5 separate regions of the Mus musculus genome follow, and all the other regions are linked to region 1. Evidence: chromatin contacts called from public Hi-C and HiChIP or PLAC-seq data. All regions are on one chromosome and are shown on one strand. The core of a region is the stretch at or near the end of the contact, and the rest is flanking DNA. Distances in the headings are between cores, read along the strand shown. Region 1 overlaps Gm20125 (predicted gene, 20125). Region 2 overlaps Gm32543 (a long non-coding RNA gene). Region 3 has its middle 380 kb from the start of C330004P14Rik. Region 4 overlaps Gm32543 (a long non-coding RNA gene). Region 5 overlaps Gm32543 (a long non-coding RNA gene).

What was found. Hi-C and Micro-C count contacts between places; a contact is called where the count stands out from the background. HiChIP or PLAC-seq counts read pairs in DNA pulled down with a chosen protein or histone mark.
Region 2: a Hi-C map of adipose-derived mesenchymal stem cells shows a contact between it and region 1, with 2.7 times the contacts expected there. The contact joins two enhancer-like sites. A contact is called at or near these places in 2 of 484 Hi-C or Micro-C datasets (B cells and adipose-derived mesenchymal stem cells) and 1 of 115 datasets of contacts at active chromatin or transcription factors (pancreatic cancer cells).
Region 3: a contact with region 1 is called in a Hi-C map of embryonic fibroblasts, with 6 times the contacts expected there. The contact joins two enhancer-like sites.
Region 4: a contact with region 1 is called in an HNF4G HiChIP or PLAC-seq map of pancreatic cancer cells. The contact joins two enhancer-like sites.
Region 5: a Hi-C map of muscle stem cells shows a contact between it and region 1, with 2.5 times the contacts expected there. The contact joins two enhancer-like sites. A contact is called at or near these places in 2 of 484 Hi-C or Micro-C datasets (the N1E-115 cell line and muscle stem cells).

What each region holds. Positions count from the first base shown.
Region 1 is chr10:17,011,206-17,013,905 of GRCm38.p6, reverse strand. The region is part of intron 1 of Gm20125 (predicted gene, 20125); the gene reads left to right. Among named protein-coding and RNA genes, the nearest start is that of Gm20125, 83 kb to the left of the region's middle. Within about 2 kb of position 1,300, at least 75 of the 459 cell types and tissues checked have an H3K27ac peak or open chromatin away from gene starts, as enhancers often do. A contact at or near this core is called in adipose-derived mesenchymal stem cells, embryonic fibroblasts, muscle stem cells and 1 more, where this site is marked.
Region 2 is chr10:17,548,670-17,551,369 of GRCm38.p6, reverse strand. The region is part of intron 3 of Gm32543 (a long non-coding RNA gene); the gene reads left to right. Among named protein-coding and RNA genes, the nearest start is that of Gm32656, 110 kb to the left of the region's middle. Within about 2 kb of position 1,264, at least 94 of the 459 cell types and tissues checked have an H3K27ac peak or open chromatin away from gene starts, as enhancers often do. A contact at or near this core is called in adipose-derived mesenchymal stem cells and pancreatic cancer cells, where this site is marked.
Region 3 is chr10:16,169,997-16,172,696 of GRCm38.p6, reverse strand. No RefSeq gene overlaps it. Among named protein-coding and RNA genes, the nearest start is that of C330004P14Rik, 380 kb to the right of the region's middle. Within about 2 kb of position 1,261, at least 34 of the 459 cell types and tissues checked have an H3K27ac peak or open chromatin away from gene starts, as enhancers often do. A contact at or near this core is called in embryonic fibroblasts, where this site is marked.
Region 4 is chr10:17,653,092-17,655,791 of GRCm38.p6, reverse strand. The region is part of intron 3 of Gm32543 (a long non-coding RNA gene); the gene reads left to right. Among named protein-coding and RNA genes, the nearest start is that of Gm32656, 5.4 kb to the left of the region's middle. Within about 2 kb of position 1,286, at least 73 of the 459 cell types and tissues checked have an H3K27ac peak or open chromatin away from gene starts, as enhancers often do. A contact at or near this core is called in pancreatic cancer cells, where this site is marked.
Region 5 is chr10:17,598,025-17,600,724 of GRCm38.p6, reverse strand. The region is part of intron 3 of Gm32543 (a long non-coding RNA gene); the gene reads left to right. Among named protein-coding and RNA genes, the nearest start is that of Gm32656, 60 kb to the left of the region's middle. Within about 2 kb of position 1,349, at least 29 of the 459 cell types and tissues checked have an H3K27ac peak or open chromatin away from gene starts, as enhancers often do. A contact at or near this core is called in muscle stem cells, where this site is marked.

The DNA of each region.
Region 1 (2,700 bases), core at 51-2,550:
CTCTTCCACACCCTGCAGTTGTGAGTTGGATTGGGCACTTAATGTTGCTCAGAACTCTGGTCCTGATGCACAGGGCAAGGTCTGAACCTATTGTGTGAATTCTATGGCTCATGGCTTTATAACTCTTAGGACTCTGTAACCAATCAGATCATTTCAAACAGAAATGGCTACATAGATCCCTGTAAATCCTAGAAGTCCAAAGAGAATAAATGACTAATTTGTACAGAGTTAGGTGTGGAAGATTTTGTGGAAGAAGCCCTAGATGTCCTGAAATATGTGTGTGAGACACTAAATGGTATGGACGGAAAGTTGGGTGTATTTGAGAAGCACCTGCTAGTAACAATATATATATATACACACACATATATAAACAAATATATATATACACATATATATACATATATATATACATACACACACACACACACACACACACACACATATATATATATATATATATATATACACACACACACACATATATATATCATACTAAAGGCTTTGGAAGTGTAAATAATACCCTTTTGCTTCTCACCCTCCTTGTTGGTTGTTTATTGCTTCTTAGGAACAACTATGTCATGTTTGGATGTGGTTTGGGTTGACAGATATTATTCTACTTGTTTTGAGGTGCTACTGGCAGCTATGGAGTAGAGGTCTGGTAGTCTATTAAAGGTTCTTCCAGGCACAGAACAATCCATAACAACAAACACTTAAACTTTCATGTCCTCAGTGACAAGATTTAAAGACATTAGACGGTAGAAATATATGGGGATATCACAGAAAATAAAGCTACAAATTAGTAAAGCTGTTTTATACATATTAATATTAGGCACTTAATTAAGCCAAAGAAAGCTAATGATATTTTTATGCAGAGATGTGACAGAAGCAGAATAGGGCCCTTAGAAGCTTAAGCTAGTACCTGAATAAAGGCCTTCTGAAACAGGATTAGAAAGGGCTGTTTGGAAACCACATTAAAGGTTTAGATAAGATAATGAGGTCTTACACAGATTTATGCTTCTTCAGTATTACCAAGCTCAGAGACTGGCAACAACAGGAGGCATTTGTTTTTGTCTTGAAAGTTTGAAGGTTAAATTCTTCTGTCTCTTTGATTCAGCTCACATGCATCTTGGAGGAAAATACCACAAGTCTTGACTTTTTGTCCATAAATGCTTGGAATGCCCCTGAGGTTTCTTCAGCATTTCATATCACTTGTTTTCGTCAGTGAGTGGAGCCTTTAAAAACATGACTCGCAATGACTAACTACTCTGTAGCCTCAGTAAAGGAATTTCTTATTGCACCATATTTGGGAGTAGGATGAGTAGAGGGAGGGAGAGGGAGGGAGAGGGAGCCGCCAGAGAGGGGGAGGAGAAAGGAGAGGGGCAGAGAGAAAAACATCAAATCACAACAGTTTCTGAATTTCTCTTGTTTCTTTGTTTTTGGAATACTTGCATGATGAAGATATGTGAAAAATGGATCAATGGAATCTCTAAGTTGGAAGGTTATCTAGTCTGGACTCCTCCCATATGCTCTGATTAGTGTGCAAAATCAAAATATTAAATGGAATGGCTGATGACTTTTGTCTTAAAGATCTCTAGTGTTTGGACAGATGCCTGCTTAGTCAGTCTGGGCTCACTCGTGCAATGGGTTCTAATATTTGAAGACACTGGCCATTTGACAAAAGCATACTTCAAAGGTCCTTGCTAACTTCATAAAGGTATAGCAAATGTGCCATAAATAAACACCAGTGTGCAAGGTAACAAGACCATTTAGTTTTTGTTTCAATATTTACTGGGAATTTCTGAGACCTCAGTAGGGGAAAAACCCTACTTGGCTGTGTTTCAGACCTGGCTTCCTCTAGCCTGTGAAGAGCCAATTACTATGGTAAACAGAGTCATTTTGTACATCAGCAGCTCTCCTGTCATCACCCTGATGCCAGCCTTGGGAATACAGACCTTTGTGTAGCATAGCATGTTCTAGTCCTCAGTGGTCAAGCCAGGCTCAGCTCTTTCACAACGCAGACATGGAGAGAAAGGCTGAGCTCTGTAGAAACTTTTGGGATTTAGGACTTTAAGGCAAATTTAGTTCATTTAACTAAATCTAACATGCTTTCTAGGTAACATGTATTCTAAATTACCCATGCAAGTTCATCATGAAGTCAAGAGCATGTAAGATCTTTGCCTGTTCTGGAAGGAACACTAGACATAGAAGCTTTAACACTCTAAAGAGATTAGATGCCTGCTCAAACCAATGCAATTCTCAATAAATGGAGTTCAAGAGAAGGAATTGCTCTGGAGCGATGGAAGGAATGGAGGAGTGGAAATACATGTTACTAGGAGACAGATACTTTCTTCCTTTCTCTTTAAACACAAAGGATGTATTCCATAGGAAACCCCACTATGCAAAACCAGCAATTTCTGCCACCATGTCTTATAAAGACAACAGAATATAAAATAAAGACAGCAACATAACCAAAGATATTTTACAGAAAAAAAAGTAGAAAACTTCTCAAAACTAATGTATTCAAATTCCAGGAGTGGGCTACACAGACTGTTGACAGTATCTAGTTCTGGTTTCTTTTTAAAAATGAATCATTGGATGACATTACAATGTTTGTTCAAGTTCACTGGAGCTACTGTTGAAGGCAGACTATGGGACTGGAGAGGTGGAAGTAGGATAGTTCAGTGGTAGAAGTCTGGCGAG
Region 2 (2,700 bases), core at 15-2,514, 540 kb before region 1:
CCCTGAGACGCATGGTTGCTTGAAGTTTCATTATATTTAAAACCATTTTATAATAGAAAGTCTGGCTTTTGACAGTCTTCCTCTTTGAAGGTGATAGGAAGGCCCTTCTCTTAGGGAAAAGATCTTAATTTGTGAACTAATCACAGTTACATACAGTACAGTGCTCCTACATTGTTAAGAGACAAAAAGATGATATTCTGTGCTCTCCCATAAAACCTCAGCCTACATGGTACCTAACCATGTGCCCAGGTCTGGCTGAAATGGAAGGAGAAGGTACAGAAGTCAACAGGTCTGACAATAATCTACTTGAGACATTTTAATTTCTCTGTCCCTTGCCAACCATATTACTCTGAATATTTATGCATACACCATATTACTTCCCCTCCTCCAGAAGTTTCCTCACAGAACTGCGTGGGTTGACGTGCCTCCCTCATCTTATTTAGCACTGTACATAAAAGTGATAGTTTGGGCAGTGTTTCTTCATTTGAAAAGTTATTGCTAAAGACACCGCCTAATAGACTCTTTTGTGCCTGCTTGCAAAACTCCATATGTAATCTCTCTTATTATGCTTCCTATTATTAACCAGAGAGTCCACGTCACTCCTCAGCTGCGTTCCCATAGCGTAATCATCTCTGGTTCCATGAAACACAGTATATGTTCAGCTCCATTGACCACATTCAGCTTCATTTTTTCAACCCCACCAACTCTTCCTTTGCATTCTTGTTGTTCCCTCGTCTTTTTCAGGTCTTGATGGCTCTGACTGTCCCTGTATCTTAATGGGGAATATACTACAGGGGTGCTAATAGAAAACAAATAATTTGGGTTCACCGGAACTGTTAAAGACCACAAGAAGGATATTTTCCTTTGTGTTTAAGAGTAGAAGAACAAGGAAGTGATAGCCAAGCTGCCTGGGGCAGATGGTGTAATGATAACAGCTAACAGAACTATTAAATTCAGATTTTGCTTTCAAGTTCTGCAGCAAATAAAGTGGTCTGCAGGATATAAGAGGAGGAGCAAACAAGACTTTCATTTTGTATGCTTGCTTTGGGTTTTTTGTTTTGTTTTGTTTTTGTTTTTTGGTGGGGGGCATGCTTTTTGCACTTCACCTCATTTATTTTCACTCTGTGTGGTAGTCATAGCTGTTATTATTATCCTATTTTGTTGGGGGAGGAAATTATGACTCAGCCTTATCTGACTTGTCCACACACACAAACAAAGCAAAGAAGGGGTTGACTGTAAGTCTACAGAGATGACTGGACAGTTGGCCAGAACCTGACTGCAATAAATGAGCTCTAGCTGACAGCTCCAGGTATAAGCTGTGCCCAGCCACTGGGAACACTGGAATGCTGGACAAATAGCGCACATTCTAGCTAGTCTCACTGAATGGGTGAATGTGAACTGACGATTAATCTCAGAAGTTACTGAAGTCTTCAAGAAACCAAAAGATGAATGAAAAAAGGGAAATGTTGATTCATTTTTCTAAAAGGAGGATAGATTCCAGAGACCGAAAATAGGTCAGCTATTCTTCCATAGTGAGCCTAGAGAAAGCCATGGGTGGATTTTCTAATGTAATGGTTTGTGAGCAGTAACTAAGGAATGTGGTGGTTTATGAGGCATGCACACAGGTTCACAAGGAACTCAGCGAGTTAAGTTATGCTAGTTTAAGTGAGCTTCTTGCTTCTGAAATGGAACAACTTTATAAAATCACAGGGTTGACTAGTAAAAACATCACTTTCTCAATAATATCCTAAGAGAAGAACCTCACGGTGAGTGGCTATTGTCATCTCAACAAGTGCAGCCCATTTACCCGTTACACTTACCCATCTAATGCTCTGTCTGAGCTGGTACTTTGTTTATCTTCCCGTTCAGAAGATAAGAAACAGGGATCGCAGGAGATCAAATAGTTTATGCAAATTGCTGAGCTAGAACCGAAGCCAACTATGCCTGCCTCAGAGCTGTTGAGGGCAACAACTACACCGTATTAGCTGACACACAGCCAGGCTCAACGAGGTCTGCGGCTAAGGCGAACTATGTATATTCAGATTGGGTCATCATAGCATCAGGTAGAGTCATACAGGTTGTAAAAAAATCCAAAGCACATTGGTCAATATTTTGGTCTTAATCTGTTTGGCACTTGAGTCAATGCACTGACTAAAGACAGAAAATATGCTTAATCACCTCTGAAGTTGACAGACAAAAAAAAGAAAAGCCAACAGCCCTACTATCAACTCACATTTGCATAATGTTTTCCACTCTGCAAAATAACTTTTGCCCTGTGCACCTCAGTGGAGTCTCCTGATGCTTCAGAGGATTATGACTGCTAGTGCCCACCCCCAGTACTGTTTTTCCAGTGAGCAAAACCTGAGGTTCATGAATGTCAGATGACCCAATGAGAGTCATACAGTGAATGATCTGGGGACTTCCGTTTTCCATCACAATGCAGTAGGGGCAGAGTCCTGCCCAGAGCCAGTATCAAGACATGCAGTTGCTAGATCAAAACCGGATGAAGTCTGATAGACTTGGAGTTCAAAACTGAAGAAAAAAAAAAGTACACGTGTTCGGGTATTTAATGTAAGCCAGTGTGGTAGTTTGATTATCAGTCACATCAAGTTAGTGTTGGGCTGGGTTAATGGAAGTATCGTGTCTGCCTTCCGGTAAGCTGTGATTTCAGTGACCACAGTGCCATCCATACCATCAATG
Region 3 (2,700 bases), core at 12-2,511, 840 kb after region 1:
CTATCATCAATTGTTCTAGATAACACAGAAGGTCAATAATTAGAGAAACCTGATATATTTGCCAAGAATTCGGAGTCAAATACAAATCAGGATTTCAAGATAACCGTTGTATAATAATACGGAATTTTATTTAAAAATTCTTTAAATTTTGCAGTATTCTTGAGAAGATATTTTGAAAGATTTTTAAAAACTTTTATTTACAAAAGTAAGTCATTAGCAATATATTTCAAATTGATACAGGATGTTAAGCATTTTGACTCTAGCTGTATTATTTTCAACATTATATATTACTCTAAGATTCTTCTATCCAATTCATTTTTCTTGAAAATTTTTACTAGTAATCTAATTCTCTAATTCATGTGTGAGATCAAAAAATGTTAGATCAGAATAAATGAGAAAGTTTTAACAATGGTTCAATAAAATATGTTCTCTGACATATTTAAGCTATTTCTGCAAATCCTGTCCTACAATTGTTGCAAACATGGTATTAAAAAAACATTAGAACAACATTTAAATATTTATAATTTATGTATTTTTCAACCTACAAGTTCATCTTTCACATTAAGATTAATCTATATGAAAATGTGTAATACTTTTTATATAAACTAGTTGTATTCCATAATGGTGTTATTATCATATGTTTTTCTGAAAATAACATATGCACTAAAACATATTAGGGGGGCTATATCAGTAATTTTTTTCTCTATTAGGAAAAAATGTGTAAGATGTTAGAGTGTGCTTCTGTCCATAGACACTCCTTTTTCAATAAAACATTTGACAAGTGTATAGATATCGACAGAGACGGGAATATATTTGTTTTCAAGGTAAAACAAGGGAAATATAACAGATGAGTTGAAAGGAATAAAGATAATCACTCAGATGTAAATATATTCTCTCTAGAACTGCGTAAGATAAAGAAAAATGACTATCTTCCCCTAACTTGTCTGTATTTGAATTTTGTATTCATTTGAATAATTCAAGCAGCAGAAGAATCCTGCAGATGTTTTCTAATTTGGTCACTAGCAAATTTTTAAAGGAACATTCTGGTGCTTTAGACTGTGTACATGTAATATTTCTGAGTGCTTTCCCAAAGAGAAACACTTAATTTGAAAAATTACCAGCAGCACTGATTTGAGTGCGACAGCTTAAGCACACCATGTTGTGTCTTCTTCGGCTTCGTACACATTGTTTTCCTTCATCTTTTGGATATGGTTTTGAAGAATGAGTAAGTCATTCTTAGCAGGAGAGCTCATCATGTGACTACCAGATACTGGAGGCAGATGAGTCATTGCTACACAGACTACAAATTATGCATGCTGGAGAAATCCATATTCATGTTTGCATTTGACCTAAGCTTCAACTTTAAAAATAGATTTAACAAAAATTATACGGAAATTCAAAAATTGTTTTGCTAGGAAGCAAACAAGTTATGCAATGCAATTTAGAAAAAGAATGTTCCCTCTGCTAGAAAGAAATCACATTAGCAATGAAATACTATATGTCAGTCTGAACTTAAGCCCACATTCAAGAACATATTGTACACAAAACTTCGGAAATCTATTTATCTGCTGTGTGATTGATAGCTATTGCTGCAGCTCAGAGACCTTAGGGCAATACTGATTCCCCATTGTTTGTCAGTAAAGAATATTATTTGAATGGGAAGCTGTATCTCTTTCACAGTCCATGGAAAAAAGCCTAGGTATATGGGCTTTGGATAAAGCCTAATAATGTGGATTCAATAGCCAAAGGATTTTTTGTGTTCTTAGCTCACCACTAAATTGATTACGTATACAAATTGAACCTGAGTTGTTTTATTCATGCATAAAACATGAATTCTTTGACATTTGCTACAAAGGGTAGAGCTAAGACATGACTTACCTGACATAATCTTTTGGCTCACAGTCTTACACACACACACACACACACACACACACACACACACACACACACACACAAACACACACTACAAAAATATATGAATGTATATATGTACACATTTATGATTTATGATCTGGTTTTTTTTCTAATTATGTTTTGTTTGTTCTACTGAGAATAAGCCTGCCCTGTGCTGACTCTTGTTTTGTATATTAATTCATTCCAAGATCTCAGGCACATTTGCCTGTCTCTGTTCCCAGAAAAGGCATATTGAGAAATAAGCCTCCTTTTAACAAGACTCCTTCAATAGACTTAGAAAACTAAATCATTACAAAGCAAGGGTATAATGCTAGTCACTGCTTGGGCTTTAGAATCAATGAAAGCTACCAGATGCACAGCTACATTTGGATGTATCATTTTCAAATTAATGTTAATAATATCTTGGTGATTTTACACACCTAACTCACCCAGAAAAAATAGGAGTTGCACGTTTTCATCTACACCCACAAATGAGAAAATAAAACAAATACAATTGTTGTTCAGTAGTATAAAGATTTATTCCAGGTTTTCATAGATAATACCTATTTTAGATTTAGAATTCTGATGTGATTAATATTACCTTATTATAGGAGAAGAAGGTTTATACAGAATAAAGAACTCAGAATTTCTGCTTGGCATAGACAGGTAAAAAGGATGTCCCTTGCAGCCCATGCATGCTTGAACTTTCTCTGTAAGCCTAACTGTTGAATTTCTGATCCTTCTGCTTCCTTTACGTGCTGAGTATTTTGACTATAAGTGTGTGCCTCCAGGGTGGATTTTTGAAAA
Region 4 (2,700 bases), core at 37-2,536, 640 kb before region 1:
GCTACAATGAGCTCAAGTCACACTGGTTTGAAAGAGGACATTTTCTGCTAGTGAGACTCACGTGTTTGGTATCTTTACACCCCTCCCCCTCTGTCAGTTTCCTTTCTTCTTTCCACCTCTCTCTCTCCCTTCCTTGTTCCTTGTTCCTGCTCTTCTTGCCTAATAGCCAGGTTGTACTGAACGCTGATGTTACCACACACAACCCAATATGCACTCGATTTTTGAAGATTTTTGAAGATGTAATCTCCCTTTCTCTGAGTCTCAAGTAGATTGGCTTTGGAGACTTTTAATTACAATTTAATTTAATTTTGCATTAGTAAAGTACATTATATTGTCATTTTCTTGCTTATGAAATTCTAAAACAATAATTACAAACAATAACTGCAGAAAATATTCAAAATAGAAAGTTTTATAAAGTAAAGATTTAAAAAGTCCTCTTTGCCATATCTCATGAAACTGTCCTTTTGCTTACGATTCTTTTTTATGCTTTACAAACACATATGTGCATCTTTCTCTCTATATAAATATACTCCACACTTAAATTTCATAAATTAAGAATCACACCATACCTTTGTCTTAGCATATTTCTTTTATCATAATAGATCTCCATACATGTATTAATAAATCTGCTTTAGGTTTTTAATGGCTATTTCATATGAAAGGGTATAGACCTTATAAATCAGTTCCATTTAGGAGAACACCCAGATTCGTTTCTATAACAGTAAATAGGTGTGCTCACATCCAAGATTTCTATAGCTGAATCCCTAGAAGCCAAGGTCCTGTTGTGGGAGCACACATTCTGATTCTGATCCGCTCTCTTTGTGGTAACTGTGTGCTTACTGTGGTCCTAACCTTAGCACTTAGGTTATATCCTTATAGGAAAGGAGCCTGCCAGGGATCCATCTGCACAGCTGTGCGCCTCAAGCAACATAGAGAAGCTGGCCTGAATCTCCTTCCCCAAAGATAACCAGGCAGGCAGGTGTGCTTCTCCACTCTCCCCCTGCTCTCTCTGATTTAATCTTGGTTGCTATTCACATTTAAGTCTATTCCTTCTTCCTCTTCCTCCTTCTCCTCTTCTCCTACTCCTCCTTCTTTCTTTGTTTCTGTTTTTCAGAGTAGGTATAAGGAGAGAGAGAGGGAGAGAGAGAGAGTGAGCACATGCTCACACCACAGCACACATGGAGAGGATGGAGGACACTCTCAGGAGTCAGTTCTCTCCTACCATGTGGGTTGATGGAATCAACCTCAGGTTATCAGGTTTGTGCCTTTGCCCACTGAGTCACCCAGCAGGCCCGTGACTCACATTTTAATTATGGCTAGAGATGCATGCTTACCCGGAATAGCTGAGACTTAGCTGTCTTCCCCCATCCCTCATCCTTTGGCCCTGTTCCATTCCTTTTTACATTTCTCTTACTTCTAGAGTCACAATATTTTCTTTTCCCTCTGGATTTTGAAAGCACTTTTCTGTTATTGTCTAATACTTAGACTTGCTGACTTAAAATATGTTGTAGTTTGTTTAGGTCACTTTTTTTTTCTTTGTTTTTGAAACTCTTTGTGATCATACTGGGATTTACTTATGAACATTAGATACCCAGAGTCAAAAATTCCCGTAGCAGAGTCTGCATTTTACTGCGCTTCTGTCTTGCTGGCTACCTGTGGGAGAACACTAAGCAGTAGTCAGGGACGGAGGGGCACTGTTGTTTGCCCTTGAGATTAAAAAGCCTTTCCCACTCTGGCACTCGAAAATAACTTCTCAAAACTGGTTATTCTATTTTTTTGGTACTGGCAGAAGTTGTACACCTGGAAGTGACACGTGCTACTCCTCTTTCTGGTCAAAGGTTACGTACGTTACGTAATTACTCACAGCCAAGAATGAGGATGGTAGATTAGAGAACTGATAGATTACAGAGAGGCAAATTAGCTTTCTGTGTCCCAGAGCCTCTCTCCACTTGTTTTCCTGATTATAATTTGAAGTGCATTTTAAAAATCATTATGTGGACCCATTCGGTGTAAAGTTATTTTAAACTATTTATTGATTACATTGTTTGATTTACAAATTTCTGAAAAATAGTAATAATATACAAAATTACATAATATCAACAAAACAGCAAATATCTCTAGTCTAAACTTCCGTGTATTACGGGAAGCTCTGTTTCTTGGTGGACATTGCCAGGCTAGTCTTTCCACAGTGCTGCTGGGGGCCAGGCCCTCCGGTTTTATATAGGCCCTGCTTCCTTTAGTTTTCACAACAGCTGCAGAAGGTGAAGGCTGTTATTACCCCTCATTTACATAGGAGGAAAATAAAGAGAACTTGCTGAGTCACACGGCCGGTAAACAACTCAGCCAGAGTCTGACTTCAAGCTGAATGCTCCTTAGGACATTTTCCAGCTTCTCCATCAGGGAAGTTTTAGAAGTAGTGACCCCCAAGGCCTTGGAGAGAAAGGCTGTCCTCTAGGAGAGCGGTTTTTTTTTCTTTTTTAAAATAAGAACAATATCTTTATGCAATTGTATGAATTGCGCTGTTGTGTATGAATGTAAGCGTTTCTGTGTGGGCTGCCAACTTTTCTGAGCCACGGCTGATTTGACACTAGGTTTCATAACTGTATTCTGTACCCAGTGATAGACAGCTTATATCATAGGTCATGGAAACAGCAGAGGGGGTGGACATCTGGTTATTTTAATCATATAGATGCCGCTTGA
Region 5 (2,700 bases), core at 100-2,599, 590 kb before region 1:
ACAATTTGCCATTGATTGAGCTCAGCCACCTCAGTTTATAGACTACAGAGACTAGCTCACTGCTTGGTAGCAGGGTGTATCTAGTGAGGTCATAACAGGATGCCAGCTCTCCGACATGGGTATGAAATGGCTGTTGATTGACAGGAGAGTCTGCTGTGGGTGCTGAGGTTGTGAGAAGATTTTGGTTATCCTCTGAAGAAAGCAACATTAACATGACAACAGACTGCTTGTTAAAGCCTCTTTCTAGTTCTTTATCTCAATGCTCTGGGAGGCCTTTTCTCCCTTTCATAGAAAGCTCTGGGACAAGGACGAGAATGGCAGTGATTAATAGGCCAGGTGATTAGATGTGCTGTTGGCTCTCACTGAGCTATGGTTACAGTTTGCCTAGGAGATATTTGTTACTGTATTTTAAGAACTAACAGAATTTTTTTTTAAGTCTCTGAAGCCATATCATGTCAGAAAACAAAGAGGCATTCTTTATTCACTATAAAACAGAATCAATTATCTCTAATATAGGCAATCAGCAAGAAAGACACAAGCTGGCTCAATGACAGTTGTCAGAGCTTTGTTTCTGGGAGACTTTTTGAGACAGGGTCTTGCTACGTAGCCTAGGCTGCCCTGTCCTCTGAGCACTGGGATTACTGGTGTGCCTCATGACACCTGTCTAATCAGAAAATCTTGGCATCGTTGCCAATGCTATGTGGACAGGAACAGCTGCCTGTCTGACGGTAAGAGATAAACATTGCTAGAGAAGGAGGCATGGGGATGTCATTCAGGGCAGGACTGGCCCAGAGTAGTGGGAAGGAGGCTCACTAGAGCCCATTATCACTACAAAAGTTTTAGGTTCTCAAGATGACTCAACAGGTAATGGTGCATGCCATCAAGACCATCAACCTGAGTTGTGTCCCTGGGTCCCACAGGTGGAAGGAAACAACCAACTTCGGCAAGTTGTCTCTGACCACTGCATGTACACCATATAGAATGTAGACACACATACACAAACACACAATTTAAAAATTCAATAATTTTTTTTTAAAGAAAGTTTCAGAATCTCTATGTGTTGGGCTTGACTTGGTATGAATAATGCTGAAAACGTTCAGTCTGACCAGCTTTCAATGCTGCTACATAAACATGCCCTGTCGAAGGGGAAGCCCTATTTCAACCTCTTTCTAGTTCTGTGCTGGCGCCTTTAAAAGCCCAGAAGATTTTGGATCTGGCGTACTTGTGCCAAATCATTTTTGGCTCTCATTGCACTTGAAAAACATGTTTTGGAGAGTCTGTGTAACATTTTGGGCGGGGTGGTTTCTAAAAGGCTCAATCTTAAACACAAAGAGAAGCTGTAAGACCAGTGATTAGCGCTGATGCAACCTCAGGGCTCTGCTGCGCATGCTCCTCTCCGGAATGCTCAAACAATACTGGGCAGACACATCCAGTTGGTAAGAGAGGGTTATTTTAGTACATGATACACGTTTTGACGTCTGTATATAAAGTAAACTCTGTGTAGGAATTTTTTGATAATAAGTGTGTGTGTGTGTGCATTTCGTCATCAACTTCTAAAAAATAATGAAATGGCTAATTTGAATAAAATAATGAAGCATAAATAACAATTAAATCCGAACCTGTGTGCTTACCACCACGTGTAAGAAAACTTTCCTAATCCCTTCATTTTAAAAGTTAACCACTATGTTTGTGTGTGCATTTACATGTGAGCTATTTCATGAGCGTTGCACACTCCATTGGAGAAATAGTTTTGTTTTTACTCATTTCCCACCTTATAAACGGGATGTGCTCCAAGCTTTTTTTTTTTTTTGGCAATTTGCATTAGTTCAATTTTTTTTGGTGAGATTCATTCATATGCATGTGGCTGATTAAATGTCACTTAAGAGAAGTTCTTCCATATATGTAGAAGAAAAGATTCAGGATCCCTGAGGATACCAAAATGCTCAAATAACTGTGTGTAAAGTGATGAGACATTTGCATATTACCCATGCACATCTTTTTGCATCTTTAAGTCATCTCTGGAATAATTACATACCTAATATCATGCAAACACTACACTATGTAAATAAGAGCTCCCTGTTTTGTTTTAGAAATAATATTAAGGGAAAAACTCTGGGTATGGTCTTTACAGATACTTCCCCCCCCCACCCCAATATTTTCTATTCTAAATTTGTTGATTCTGCTGGAAGTGGAACTTATCGATAAGCAGGGCCAACTTTCTTGATTGTATAAATATCCCACAAGCTGGTCAGCTTGTCTGTTTACTTCTCTTTGACTGATAACCAGGCTGTTTCTAGGCCTTTGGCAGAGGAGGAAGTCTTGACCAAGTCTCTTGGTGTTCACAAACAAGAATTTTCCTACAAAAGTATGGAAAATGGAATCGCTAGCTAGTGTAATACACGTTTCTGTTACTTTACTAGATAACGCCAAGTTGTTTTCCCAAATCAGAGAACTAAATGTCCATATCCACTGATGGTGTGCCATAATCTTTTTGTTTTATATGTTCCTGCAACTTTAGGACAGTTAGACTTTCAAACTTTCGTTAACTCGCTGGCCATGAGAAGGTATCTGGCTTTAATATTACCTTTTCTTTGTTAATAAAAGCTTCCACCCATGCTAAGTAGTCAGTTGGCTTTGTTTTTTGGCTAGATAATTGTTTCGTTTGCTGAGCTGTTGACATTCTCTTGTCTGTATTTAATT